Linked DNA regions of Gossypium arboreum: region 1 is linked to region 2. A link is a contact called in public Hi-C data. All regions are on one chromosome and are shown on one strand. The core of a region is the stretch at or near the end of the contact, and the rest is flanking DNA. Distances in the headings are between cores, read along the strand shown. Region 1 has its middle 12 kb from the start of LOC108470590. Region 2 holds the start of LOC108474009 (phospholipid:diacylglycerol acyltransferase 1-like).

The links. A called contact is a pair of places that touch in the nucleus more often than the background predicts.
Region 1: a Hi-C map of leaf shows a contact between it and region 2, with 1.9 times the contacts expected there. The contact joins the enhancer-like site here to the promoter of LOC108474009 in region 2. A contact is called at or near these places in 2 of 5 Hi-C or Micro-C datasets (both in leaf).

The regions. Positions count from the first base shown.
Region 1 is chr6:123,116,535-123,123,313 of ASM2569848v2, forward strand. It overlaps the pseudogene LOC108471936. Among protein-coding and RNA genes, the nearest start is that of LOC108470590, 12 kb to the left of the region's middle. Within about 2 kb of position 3,892, at least 2 of the 2 cell types and tissues checked have an H3K27ac peak or open chromatin away from gene starts, as enhancers often do. A contact at or near this core is called in leaf, where this site is marked.
Region 2 is chr6:123,082,550-123,090,186 of ASM2569848v2, forward strand. It overlaps LOC108474009 (phospholipid:diacylglycerol acyltransferase 1-like), which reads left to right and starts at 4,937. Exons shown (of 7, transcript XM_053029523.1): 1 at 4,937-6,176; 2 at 7,416-7,637. The coding sequence starts at 5,740. It overlaps LOC108470932 (protein Brevis radix-like 4), which reads right to left and starts at 4,913. Exons shown (of 6, transcript XM_017772463.2): 1 at 4,269-4,913; 2 at 4,008-4,157; 3 at 3,554-3,927; 4 at 1,704-1,839; 5 at 1,168-1,565; 6 at 1-162. The coding sequence starts at 4,133. The coding sequence ends at 84.

The DNA of each region.
Region 1 (6,779 bases), core at 2,642-5,141, 33 kb after region 2:
ACGCCTAATATGACAGGGGGAATGACTTGATGCCAAATTTCTTTCGCATAGGAGCAATCCTTAAAGACATGTAAAATATTTTCAATAATATGACCACGAAGTTGGTATAACTCATCCTAGGTAATACCCCTCCAAACTCTTTTAGAATTTGTTAAGAGTCTTTGTTTAAGGGTTAACCAAATGAACTTCCTAACTTATTGAGGGCCCAACGTTTTCCGAAATGTATTCCAGATATCGTCCTTTGGATTCCAATTACCATCCTTAAGCAACCAATAAGCACTTCTAACGAGAAAACACCGCTTGTAGTCCTAGACCAAGAGAGAGTGTCTGGGTCTGCTTCCTCTAAGGGTGGAGGGACACTAATGATGCGTTGGACTACTTCTTCTAGCAACCAAACCCGAAAAAGTTCAAATTCCTAGCGTTATTCCCCAAAACAATCTTATAAACTTTGCACCCAGCAGAAATATTTATATGGCCCGGAATATACTTAACAATAGGTCCCATATCAAGAACCCAATTATCTTCCCAACATCGAATAGAATGCCCATCCCCAATAGACCATATCATATTATTACGCAATAAAGGCCAAATCTTCGCAACAGCCTTCCATATAATAGAACATCTACTCCTCAGGATGCAATCTGACATACTCTCCTGAATACCATACTTAGCTCTAAGAACTTTAATCTATAAGGCTTCAGTCTTAGTGACAAGGCTATATCCAATTTTCATCATAAAGGCTTTGTTTTGGTCTTCCAAAATCCTAATCCCGAGACCTCCGTGTGATATCAACTGACAAATATTATCCCATCCAACTAAGGTCATTTTCCGCTTACCATCAAAAGCATCTCAGATGAATTGTCTTGCCATCTCTTCGATTGAGTCACAAACCCCCATAGGCACCAAAATCAATTGCATAAGGTAACTCGGAATAGACAGCAGAACAGTCCATGCTAAAGTAACTCTCCCTGCAAAGCAAAGTTTTTTAGCATCCCTACTAGAAAGGCGATTTTGAACTCTCTCCACGAAGAAATAGATGGTGCTTTTTGTAACTCTCTTATGGACATGTAGAACCCCCAAGTAGTGCCTTAAATATTTAACTTGAAATCCGAGCAAGCTATTGATTTCCTTCCTTAAATTTTCCTTAACACTAAGGGAAAAAAACACATTCGTTTTCCTGACATTAACCTTATGACCAGAAATCTCACAGAAATTCCCCAACATGTTCTTGAGAAGACTACCATGCTTCATATCTACTTTGCTGGAGATAGCTAAATCATCTACAAAGAAAAGATGCAAAATATTAGGTCCAGAATGCAAGAGACGAATAGGACACCATTCCCTTGTCGATGCAGCCGAATGAAAATGATGACCCAGTCATTCCATTCAAAGGACGAAAAGATACGGGGATAGAGGACACCCTTGTCGAATATCCCTAACAGGCTTGAATTTTTGAGTTGGACTCTCATTCTGTAAAACCTGTATAGTAGATGTCGAAATAGCATTCATAATTATCTTAATTAAGTTAGAGGGGATGCCTGCTGCTTTGAGAGAAGCTTTTACAAAGTCCCATTTAACTCTGTCATAAGCTTTTTCCAAATCAATTTTGACTGCCATCCAGTGAAGATTCTTCTTAGATATCATGGAATGCAAAACTTCCTGCGCAATAATGACATTATCAACAATACTCTTTCCTGCTATAAATCTAACTTGTTCTTGGCCTATGATCTTTGGAAAAATGGTCCTAAACCTATTTGCAATGACCTTCATAACCAACTTATGCAACACAGAGCATAGATTAATGGGTTTGAATTGTGAAATTTTCAGGATTTGAAACTTTAGAGATTAAGACGATAAGAGTGTAAGTTCCGAGTTAATAATCTTCTTGACCTATTCACAAATGGCTCCTCCTATATTATCCCACTGGTTTTGAAAATACCCGCGTGGAAACCATTACTACCTGAAGCCTTCCAAGACGCCATATCAAATAGGGCAATTTTGATTTTTTCATTTGAGACAAATCTTTTGAGAGAAGTAACATCTTCTAAATCAAGTCTCAGAAAAGCATTTGAGGGCAAACACCCCAACGGACTTGGTATCTCTCCATAAGGCTTTTGAAAAAAGTGACTACTTCAGCTTTAAGATCTTTAGGATAAAAAATCCATTCCCCCTTAAAGTTACACAAAGCAGTAATCTTATTAGACTTCCTTTTCTACATCGTTCACCCATGAAAATACTTTGTGTTGCGATCCCCCATCTTTAACCACTCATGCCTTAATTTTTGCCTCCAGAGCAACTCCTCATAATGTAAAACATTCTCAAGCTCCTCTCAAACTTTTAACTCACACTGTAGTAGAGAATTAGTCCCAGAAAAATCCATTGCTTGTTGAACTTTAGAGAGCTTATGCAATAGCTGTCACTTCCGCCGATCTATATGACCGTAAACACACTTGTTCTAATTTTTGAGCTCATTGGTAAACTTGGCAATCCCCTTAATCATATCAACATCAAAGCTACAATTATCTTTAACAAAGTCCATAAAACTCGGGTGTTGCAACCATCCAGCTAAGAATAAAAAAGGACTATCATTCGAGGAATTAAAACCAAAACAAGAATTCATAAGCAACGGTCTATGATCTGACTTAATTTTTGAGAGATGAGTCATCGAGTAACTAGGAAAATTCTCCATCTATGTTTCGTTACCCACGGTTCTGTCAAGTCTCTCAAAAAGAATGCCACAATGCGATGTGAAAGGGGCCCTTGAAAACCTAAATCAAAAAGTTGAGTCCTATTTATGAATTCTCCAAAAAGTTAACATCTGTGACCTTTAACATGACCACTCTTTTTGTTTTCCGAGGAGAGAATTGCATTAAAATCTCTAATTGCAATCTAGGGATGATGCCTAGCAGGAATAGAAATACTTAAATCTCTCTAAAGGGCTTTCCTTTTCTATCTGTCAAGACTTCCATAAACAAAAGCAATAAAAATCTGTTGGGGAAGTAGATTAGAATGAATACGAGCCATAATAAACTGAGGGTGATTTCCCACCACCTCTAAATTGACCGAATTATTCCAACCTAACCAGATATCACTAGAAAACCCAACAATTTCCGCTTGATGAAAATTATTCCAACCTAATTTAGCAATGATAGCGTCAACTTTAGCCCCATTGACCTTAGGTTTAAGAAGACTAATAATATTCGGTTTATGCTAGAAGGTTCACAAAAATTTGTCATTACCACACCCCTACACATTCTAGGATAACACAGAAAAATTCATAATGATAAATTTTAAAAAAGAAATAGAAAAGAGAAAACTTATCTATTTGTGCTCAGTTGAAGGAGTCTCCTTTCACTCTCTTCCCTTCATTGATAAATCTTTAACAGATTTTCCATTAAATTCTGACCCTATAAGATCCGTGGCCCTCTTCATAGACTCAATGAAAGGAACTCGAGAATTTTTAGTATTCTTGAAACGATTCCTCGATCCTTTTAAAGTTTTGTTTAATTTTCACCCGCCTTTTACAGCAAATGCTTTAGCTACATGACCTTTATTAGCATCTTTAGAAGAAAAAAATTTAGTCAATAAAATACTGCCTCCGGCCTCTTTGCCATCGAGTTTAGGAGAAGAGTTCTTTTTGGAAACCACTGCTGAATGGTTTTTGGCATTTAAGAGATTTTCCTTCACTCCTACTTCAGTAACAGAATTGTTCTCGAAAATGGGGTTGAAATGTACCACATACTCTGCTTGGTTTGAATTTAAACTAGGAACAACTTTACCTGCACTTGAATCATTCGGTGAATTTAAAAAGGAAGTAGAAGGAGGAATGAAATTACCTGACTTTGAGTTTTGGACACTTTCATCAATATTAGGCTGTGGGCTGCAGAGGTCTTCAAAGGGCCTTGGATCGTTAGCAGTAGAAACTGCCAAAAGCAATGGATCCTGGTTCGAGCCCACACCATGCCTGCTAGTAACTTACTCATTTTCAGCCAAAATAACAGTCCACTTAAGTGTAATGTTGGGTCCACTTATATTTCGGCCTTTTGGATGGAAATTTGGGTTCTGTTTGTGGGTCTAACCTTTGGGTTGAACTCCTACCAGCTAGGCCAATGAATCTTTCCTAAAATCTGCAATTAATACATTTTTTTCCTTTAAAGGTTTACTTTGAGTGCCACCAAAGCAGCTTTCCCAGTCCGTTTCACTATCTGTTGAGTTTCCTTATTCTTTCCCCCTCCAATGAATTCGCCATTAATTTTTGAGGGTCAACCAAAATATCTTTCCTAGCCTGTTCCACAATCTACTAAGTTTCCATGCTCGTTCTTTCCTTCAATGAAGCCTCCGTTGATCCTGTAAGAGAATGAAATCGGGATCCCATTAATTTCTCCCTAGAAAAATTATTACTTTTTTTATTCCTTTCCAGATTGGTACGTCTATTCTGCCACTCTACCAGCATCAATGGGCCATAGTTTCTGTCACCGATCGCCATGGATTTTGACATAACTACCTTCGACTCTGTCTCCTTCACTGGTTCAGTGGTATGGACAACATTCGGGCAATTTTCCTTATTGTGCCCATATCTTCCACATGAAAAGAAAATCACAGGTATATTTTCGTATTCAATTTTTTGGAGATAGCCATTGATAAGAATCTTAGAGGTTAAAGGTTTCTCTAAATTGACATATAAAGCCATGCGAGCATGTTGACCCCTCGCTTGACTATTGCCGATCATTACCCCAATCTCCCATAAGATCTGTATCTTATACAGGTGACTGGGGAGACCTGGAAATCTAATCCAGTTAAGAACCATATTCGGATAAGGTAGCCCAGAGTTAAAATCGATTTTCCATGGTTGGACAGTTAGATATTGGCCAAAAATTACCTACGGTCCCTGAGATAACATTTTGAAATTTGGCTAAAAAGTATCCTTTTTCAATATCCATTAATTGCAAAGGCTGAGAAGGCCTCCCAAATCCATATAATCTGTTTTGCAGGGCCGTAAATCCAATATTCCATCCTAGCATTTTGATCACCATGGAGTTAGCCATTTCCTATTCCAGAAATTGATATTTACTTACCGAGAAGTCAATGGAAGGAATACCATTAACGATTGATTTATTAACATCCTAATCAGAGAGGGTAACCCTATCTTCAACATGTTGAGTATTGCTTTCCCTATTTTGTTGAATATCTGTTTTCATCACAAGCATATCTTTCCAAGACAAAGATGGCAAATGTGATGGCTCTATAACCATCACATCTTCTGGTGGAACATCCGATTCTTTGAGTCAGACTTTCTTTGTGCTGGGATCTTCAGAAGGATCTCATTCTTCGTTCTTGTCGCATGAAGAAATCAGAAGAGACGAGAGCATTTTTTTCACTTCTCTTTTGTGGTTAAAACTCCTAAATTTAATCACTAATAGATATAATTTTGGACCAAGTATTTATATTTTTTAATAAAGAACAAGTGTCGAATAGTTATTAAGGGTCAGTTCTGAATTGTTTTTCAAAAGCACTTTTTGAAGAAAAATTTATAGAACAAGTTGTTTTTGGTTGAAATTTTTAACTTTTCAGAACTGCTTTTAAAAAGCACTTCAGCTAAAATTTTTAGCTTTTCCTCTCCCAAAAGTACTTTTAGTACTAAATTACTTTTTCACCCCTCTAATAATATTAGTATTTTTTTTTTCTTGGTACTTAATTATAAATGTGTTAAAATCATTAATTAAAAATAAAAAATATTTTTAAAATACTAATACAAATATTTAATAGTTATATTTAAATATTTAAAATATTGTTTATATATTCTAATTAAATTTTATAAATAATTAATATTTATTGCTTAAAATATTTAAAATTTATATTTTATTTATTAAAATATTAGCAAGAAGTTATAATAATTTTTTATATTTTTACTAAAATATAATAATATTAACTAATTTAAATATTATTTAAATGTATATTTGTTACTTTATAATAACATGTTTAAAATAGAAATTTTATTTCTCAAAAGTACTTTTTAACATGACAATGCTAAACACTCAAATTTTAAATCAAATTTTTCAAAAACACTTCTCAAAAGTATTTTTTTCACAGCACTTTTTAAAAGCATTGCCAAATTAGCCCTAAGACACATGATACCGTTTGATTTGGGTATTAAATTAAAAGTAGGAACTTTTTTTTCACTAAAAAAAACGGATGTATGGGAAAGCTAGCTAATTATACCCCACTCTATCGTCTCACGTCTCATTTTTTTAAACCAAAAAGGATGCTACGTAGAGCATACATAGATCTTCGAAATCACACCATAGCCGGCTAGCCTACTGTCTAGCAGCATTATTATTTCACACTATATATGTCCGGTTCCATGCCTTTCTCCTTTCTTCTTTCCCTTTTCCTTTCCTATGCTAATATACTTGTTTTCTCTTTTCCGCCCCTCCAGTAAATGGAGGAAACTACTCAATATTAGAACTGTAGAGGATGTCTTTAGCGACTTTAAAAGTTGTTGTGCCGCATTGATCAAAGCCTTAACCACCGGTCTCTCTTCTTTATTTTCTTTTATTTTCTTTATAGTGTTTTCTTTTCGCATTCTAGGGTCCGTTTGTTTGCAGGAAAACATTTTCCAGAAAATGTTTTCCTGCTTTTTCAGTGTTTGTTTGACTGAAAACATTTTCTATTTGGAAAAAGTTTTCCAAGACACGGGTAAAATCTCTTACATTTTAGGGAAAATGTATTATGGATTTCATTTCTGTAAGACATTTTCCGGTTCCTCCTTCATCCAGGTA
Region 2 (7,637 bases), core at 3,687-6,186:
GGCAGAAGAAATGAGAAAAAAATACACACCCCCCACGATTTAGAAAAGTGCCAGCAAGCCGCTAGCCTCCTTTTTTTGCTGGATTACAGGTATTGTTCATGTATCCTGGCTCGGTTTTCTTCCCACCACAGTCTAGCATGCATCTCACCAAATCTTTCTCGGCTGCATGATATAAGGCATAATGTGAGTAATCCAGTCAATGTTTAAGATCAAGTGATGGGAAATTGAAAGACAATGACATTTCTTCAGTAAAACTTCATGTCGGTTTTGCCTCGGCATGGGAGTAAAACTAGTTGGTGAAAGCAGAATAAGTGAATCAGTAATGATGCTGTCAAAAATATATATATATATTTACAGCTAATAATTCGGTTTTTGATGGTTGGTAATTCAAATCATGATTGTTTCTAAGATGGACCTCAATTACAGCATCGACTTGTGTTGGACCCATCAACCTAATGATGAAATCAAATCCACGGAAAAAATGGCTTTTTGGAGCATTTTCAATGAGTCTTCAATGCTTAAATGTTTAACTTTTAGCCAATTGCCTTTTCTTTGGGGATAAAAAAGAGAAAATATAATGCAGCTCGTGCCTGGATCATATTTAATCGAACAAAAGGACTTCGACAATGATGACAGTAAACGAAATAGATGCTAGAATTGGCGTCAATTGATGGCTGATTTACTGCTAGATTATTTTATATAAATATATAACAATCTCAAAGCAGGGTAAATGAATTTAGAAAGTATATTCTAGCCACTGAAAAGGGAAGTGCAAGTTATATCACATTCTAACTTATTATAGTCTGTAACATGTTAGAAAAGGTCATCAAATAAAACGTAATCGCATGTCAACTAGCAATGGAAGTAGTGCAATTGCTATTAGACTCACAGATTTTTAAGGAAAGCAAAGATTAGCCACATGAACTAAGCTAAAATCAGTTTAGATGGTTGTAGCTTTGGATTAAAGTACAGCCTACTATATTTACCACTTTGAGATGTTGAAAGTTTATAAAATGTTAAGTGCCACGGCCAAGAATAGCTTAATATGTAGGGCTGATCAATTCATACATGTTCATTCTCTCTCAGTTATGATGGTCCTGTTCAATTTTAGTTTGTTTCTATTAAAACTAACTATAGCTCAAGTTAAAGAATATTATAGAACCATACCTGAATCTTACTCGCCTAAGTTCCCTTTTGCCCCCTGGCAAGGCTCTGATAGTAATGTAAACCCCCGGTTCATCTTGTTCAACCCACTCAGTCTCAAGATCACTGGCATTGCTGATGGATAGCTCTCCAGAGCGATCAGCCTCTCTTGATGAGCTACTCCTCATAGAGGCATCCATGGATGATATCTCTGTCTTGGCACCACTAATACTGGAAAGTTTTGGGGTTGAGATAAGACCAGAGTCACAATAATGGCGAGCCTGCATTGCATGCTGATCAAATGAATCTGACGACGAGTAGCCGATGCCCATCCCAGTTGGACGATGAAAATTACGAGGTAAGCGTTCTTTAGTCAATGGTGGTGTTACAGGACTTTCTTCTGCTGATTCCATTTTAAAGCTCTGTAAGACACCAAAAGAATGATGTTATTAACATTCATGCAATAATCCAAGTTCAGTTCAACACAGCGATAGTGCAGGGCATTGCATGGGAGCAGTCCATTCACACTATGTTAAGCAGGCAACAGCCTAATAACTTGCCTCATCTTCAGATCTAGGGGGTGTTGGTAGTGGGAATGCCTGGCGGTTAAACCTCTGGACATTGTAAAGTTCCATGACCCTATCATAATTCTCTGCCCACCATCTTTGAGCTTGCCATTTGTTAAACATTTCCCGACTAGTCAAAGAAAATAAACTATGGTTCAGAACTCCTAATGTTCATGAGATTAGCATACCAGAAATCAGAAATTAGAGAGGTCCATGATATGCATGTGCTTTAATGGAGCAACTAAAAAACATTAAATGACTGGTTTAGGAAACATAGTAACATACACCAGGGAAATCCAGCACAAATTTTGGTTAAAATAAGGAAATAAAAGAAAAACACATAGATAACACTATACCATGTCATTACCCTTATTCACAAGTCAATAACTTGAAACCAACCATGACCATTATAGTTGCACCTACACTCTTTAATGTGAATGGGAAATTTTAATTATATATTGGGCCACTATGTTGGTTTATAAACATCTTTTGACTATTAGTTTATATATATATATATAAAAGAAGCTTTCAACCACCCTTAGGTAAGTACAATATTAAATATTCCGAAGTGGCATCCGTGTGTTTGACGTAGTGGGATGCGTAATATTTCCAAAAAGAAAAAAAGGCGTAGGGAGTCAAAAACCAAGGAGGGAACTTTATCAAAGCATTAAATCAGATACAATGACATGAAAATGAAAGTGGTGATGGAAAAAACAGTCAATTAAGAGACCAATTGAAATAAAATATCTAGAAAGGGAAAAAGGAACACAAGTCAAACGAGGCCAAGGTCATAAATGAGAGGCAACAGCAATGTTCCCTTGGTAAAACGACTAATCCCTCCTGTCACCATCCATTGAAAACATGGAAAGGTGAAGGTTGAAGTCGGATCTCTGTTTTGTAGGCAAAAAACGTAAGCTCAAAAAAGGGGTCCAAAATTTTTGTCTTGCACGTAGTTTTGTAGTGGCAAATGATGTGGGCAATCAATCCCCCTTAGTTTAATTGCAGACAAAATGACAAGAAATGGGTCATTAGAAGAAGAAGAGTAGAAGACAATGGGACGGAGAATATGGCGTGAACTGGAATTTTTTTTTTGGGGTGGGGGCTTTGAAGAGGCTTGTTCGACAAGACGACAAGGGTGAGTGAAAAAGCTTGCCAACACAATCAATCGTGTCCCACCCACCATTGATGAGGCACAATGAGTTCTCCTTTTGGACTTTTATGGGATTGCTTTTCATTAGGCGTGAAGCCTACTGTTTCACCGTAGGTCCCTCACCTAAATATCCTTGCTTTTCCTGCCGAGGTTGCTAAGGCAGTGTTTGGATGCAGCCATGACAAATCCATCACCATTTATAAGTACAAATTTTACAATTTTAATACTTATCTGTGTTTGAAACGTAAAATAATTATAAGAAAATGAGATTATACTTATTTTTTTTTAAATCAAGAAATTTAATTACATAGGAAATAAAAAATATAAAAAAATTTGAAAGTTTTAATAACTTAGCTAGTACACTCAATTCAGCAACACATAAATTGACAATCCAAACACAGCTTTAAAAAAAAAAAAAGAATGCATGTTAAAGAGTTTAACTAAATATGACAGAGCAAGTCCCAACCCAACAACAAATATTATTGTCTAAAATAATAGATAGGAATTTAAACCAAAACCATTATAACTTTGTATTATTTAACATTTTGTTCGTTTATTGATGTTAACAATAAACTAGGCAGGCATTGGAGCAGTGACGTGACTAGTCCATTTCCCAGCGAATTTCGAAAGTGGAATAAAAATTTCTTAATATGATGGAAAGCGAAAATCCAGAAAAAATAAGTGCGCGGCGCACCTGAATCGTATCCTCTTGAGATCGTTGCCGCCGCGAGGAAGTGAAACAAAGGTAATAAGCACGCCAGGCTCCACCTGAGCCACCCACTCTTTAGGCTCACTTTCTTCGACGAACACGACCGTGTCCACTCGGCGTCCGCTCAACGATTTCGGCGTCCCTTCTCCGCTCGAACTCGACATCCCTTTCAACCTTGCTTCCATCTCCTTCCCCCACGTCCTCGGCGTCGCTGAGCTCGAACTCCCCGTCCGACGATAAGGCCATCTGAACCTGTCCGAGTCCGCGTCAGACTCGCCCATGTTCCTCAACCGACTCTGCGCCGTGCAGGGGTTACAGTGCCTGTACGCCCCCGACGCCTTTAGCGCCATGTCCTTCAACTAAACCACACAGTCATTAAAGCCAAACAAAGAACGAAGAACCGGAAAACCTTGACGTCGTAAATTTGAAAGCTAATTACCTGCGAAGTGAGGGATTTGATGGCTTGGTTGTGCTTAGTGTTAGGAGTAGTGGAAGAGTCCATTTCCTCTTGTTGACTCACCGAGTCATCACCAGGTTGCTTGGAACGAGCTATGCACGTCAGCATTGTTGTTTCGAAATTCTCTGAAAGCTGAGAAATCTTCTGTTTAAATAAAAAGAAATACATTGAAAACTACATTTATGATTTGTCAGAATTTGAGAACTAGATTATACAATAAACAAGTTTTCGAGTTTACCGTACAGAGAAGCAAAATTTAATGCAAACCCAGAAATCTGAGGATCAGTGGATGGGTAAGAGAGAACTAAGGGTTTTTTTTCTTTCTTTTTTCCTCTGAAGTTTCAGGGAGCTGGAGCCCGATATTCGAGACTCAGGTAGCTCTTTAATGATGCCACGTTTAATTAAAAAGGATCAAAGATTCTCTGCGCCAACCCAAAATAAAAACAAAATTAAACAACAAAAAGGGTTTTAATAAAAGAAAAGAAAAGAGATGGAAGAGATAAAACCAAATTATAATCTCCTCAATCTCATCGAAGGAGCTATGGGTATAATGGGATAAATGCACTCATTGCACTGCAGTTGTTGCTGTATATTGGTAGTAGAAGAGTGTGGTTGGTGTAGGCCGTTGCTGGGCTCAGATGATGTTTCCTTTCCCTTTTTAATACACTGTGTGATCCGATGATGAAATGATTGGTGCGTGATGCTGATTGCTGAGCTTCTGCTTTTGTTTTTTTCTCAGTTTTCAAAAAGCCCACTGGAGAGACTCGATGGGCTTAGTCTCATCATTGGAAGGCCGAAGAACTCGTTTAACTTGGGCTATGTTATCAACTCGTGAGTGCCATTAATAATGATAGTGAGAGATTTGGCATTTGTGCATGTTGATCATTTACCATCTACCTGAAGTGGTGTGGTGTATCAGATCTTCCAACCCATTTCCAAAACAAATTTCCTTTTATTACTAATATTGAAGTAAAACTTTTGACAGAGGGTTGTCTGTTTTAGAACTAGTTTAATCATTCTCAACAACCTAGTGTTGCGGGTTTGTGTTTTTAGGGCAATTGGTCAATATAAATTGAGGCAAATTGCAGCTGAAAAATCATTGATTTAATTGCAGGAACGTGTACATCGTTGAGCGATTCGGGTCTATCTACACATATCCGCTCCCACTCACGTGGCTTCCATTCCCAAGCGTATTTGTCAGAAAGCATCTTTAGTTTTTGGCACATAACAAACATTATTAATTACTCCGAAATATTAGACTCAAAACACCTCTCCAACCTCCAATCACCGTTGAAATCCACCCATTTCTAATTTCCATCACCACCGCCGTCTGATGCTTTGACCACCGTAGTTTCTATCGTCAATCCGGCGGCTCCCAACAGATTATACCGCAGGCTCAGGCTTTAAAAAAAGTCCAAAAAGGAGACGCTAGCCTCCTTAGCCATCCCCGACCCACAGTTGGACCCTCGCCAGAGGAATCTGGAATATCAAAATAAATGAGTCTGTTTGAAGCTTAAATAAGACCCAATCTCATACTTCCACCTCTAACTCCGGTGGTGGCTGTCATTATCTTTTATTGTCACCGGCTCAAGTGAGAAGAAAAAAGCCCCCCGCCCCTTTTTTTCTTTCACAATTAATGAGAGTCTTAGTATCAGATTCTCATTAGTCTCCGTTAATGAAACAAACCTGTATTATATTTTGGCATTAAATAACGATGTCGTTTTCGCGGCGGAGGAAGGGGACGGATTCCTCGAAGTCCCAGAACTTACGGTGCAACATCGTAAAGGAAGATGAGAAGAATAACCTATACGAGAGCCCCAGGAAAGAAAGCTATAATTCCAAGAAATGGTCATGTTGGGACAGTTGTTGTTGGTTCATTGGTTTTGTATGTTCGGTGTGGTGGTTCTTGTTATTACTTTACAATACAATGCCTGCTTCGATTCCGCAATATGTAACGGAGGCGATAACAGGGCCGTTGACGGACCCACCCGGGGTCAAGTTGCGGAAAGAGGGCTTGACGGTGAATCACCCAGTTGTGTTCGTCCCTGGGATCGTCACCGGTGGGCTCGAGCTTTGGGAAGGCCACCAGTGTGCTGAAGGGTTGTTTAGGAAACGCCTTTGGGGTGGCTCCTTTGGGGAACTGTATAAAAGGTATTAGCTTTTGCCTTTTACTTTTTCCCCCTTTTTTGGGACTTTTGAGGTTTAGCTATTTAGTGTACGTTTTTCCATTCTGGGTTTTACATTTTTGAGGAATTTTGGCATGTTTGCAAGGTTGTTTTGTTTAAAAGAAAAAAAAAATCAAACACCTTTTGTGAATGTTAAAGTTCTTCTCTGATGTTTGCTTAGGTTGGAAGTTATTAGAGAAGCTTCCATAAAGCTTACTGATTTCTACATGAAATTGATGTTTGGCTTTGCTTTGCTAAAACTAAAACCTTTTCATTGTTGCAAATGTTTTCTTCTTCTGTTTTAGATTTGATTATGGGACATTAGAAATGCAGCTCTTGTTTTGTGGATTAGAATTTGTAGTGGTGCTCGGATGGGATCATATGTTGTACATTTATCTACTAATTGAGCTTTGGAAAAGAAGTGAGAACATGGATTTAGGTTGTTGCAAGAGTGCGAGTTTCAATATTTTTTTATTTTTCTAGAACCCCAAAAGCTAGGATTTAGGTTGTTTAGTGGAAACTGACATATTTTGGCCTCAATTGCTAAAACTGTTATCTCTCTGCATTCACTTTTCCTATTTTTTCCTTTTCTTTCTTTGTCAATCTTAGTTGTTGTTGGTCACATGGACTGATGTAGAGTAGACTGAAGTTAAAACTATCTGCTAAAAAGAATCTTTGAATTTGATGTGTGTTCATGCTATAGTATCTCGATGAATAACTACTCGATGAATAACTATCATACAACATATTTGTTGCTATGAAGAATCTTAAACTCTTGCCAAGTAAAATACACTACTAAAACACTCAATGGGTCCTTTATGCTCTGCCAACTAAGAGGTTTCCTTGTTTTTCAATGTCATTACACTTTATAATAGTTGGGTTACTTCAAGACTTGAAGACCAACCTGTCTTTCCAACACAATGTGTATACGCAATTTGATGCTTGAAGTAATACTGCCTTCTCTTTACAGGCAAGAAAGATTATAGGTTTTGCTTCTTGAAGTTTTCTAATCATTTCTTAATCCGTTGAATAGGGTTGCTATGCAGACTTTTAACCTTTAGATTGTTTTTTTGTTATAATGAAAATGTCATTAGAAGATACGAAATTCTCTAACTTAGACCTGCTATTTCTTTCTGCCCTAATCTTTTAACTATTTGCCGAAGTTATTTTGGCCATGGAGTTTACTAAAGTTTATTCCCCTGCTGTTCTCCCAATTGCATTGCAGACCACTATGTTGGGCTCAGCACATGTCACTCGATAATGAAACTGGACTAGACCCTCCAGGTATAAGGGTCAGGCCTGTATCTGGACTTGTGGCAGCTGATTATTTTGCAGCAGGATATTTTGTTTGGGCTGTATTGATAGCTAATTTGGCTCAAATTGGGTATGAGGAAAAAACAATGTATATGGCTGCTTATGATTGGAGGTTATCTTTCCAAAATACTGA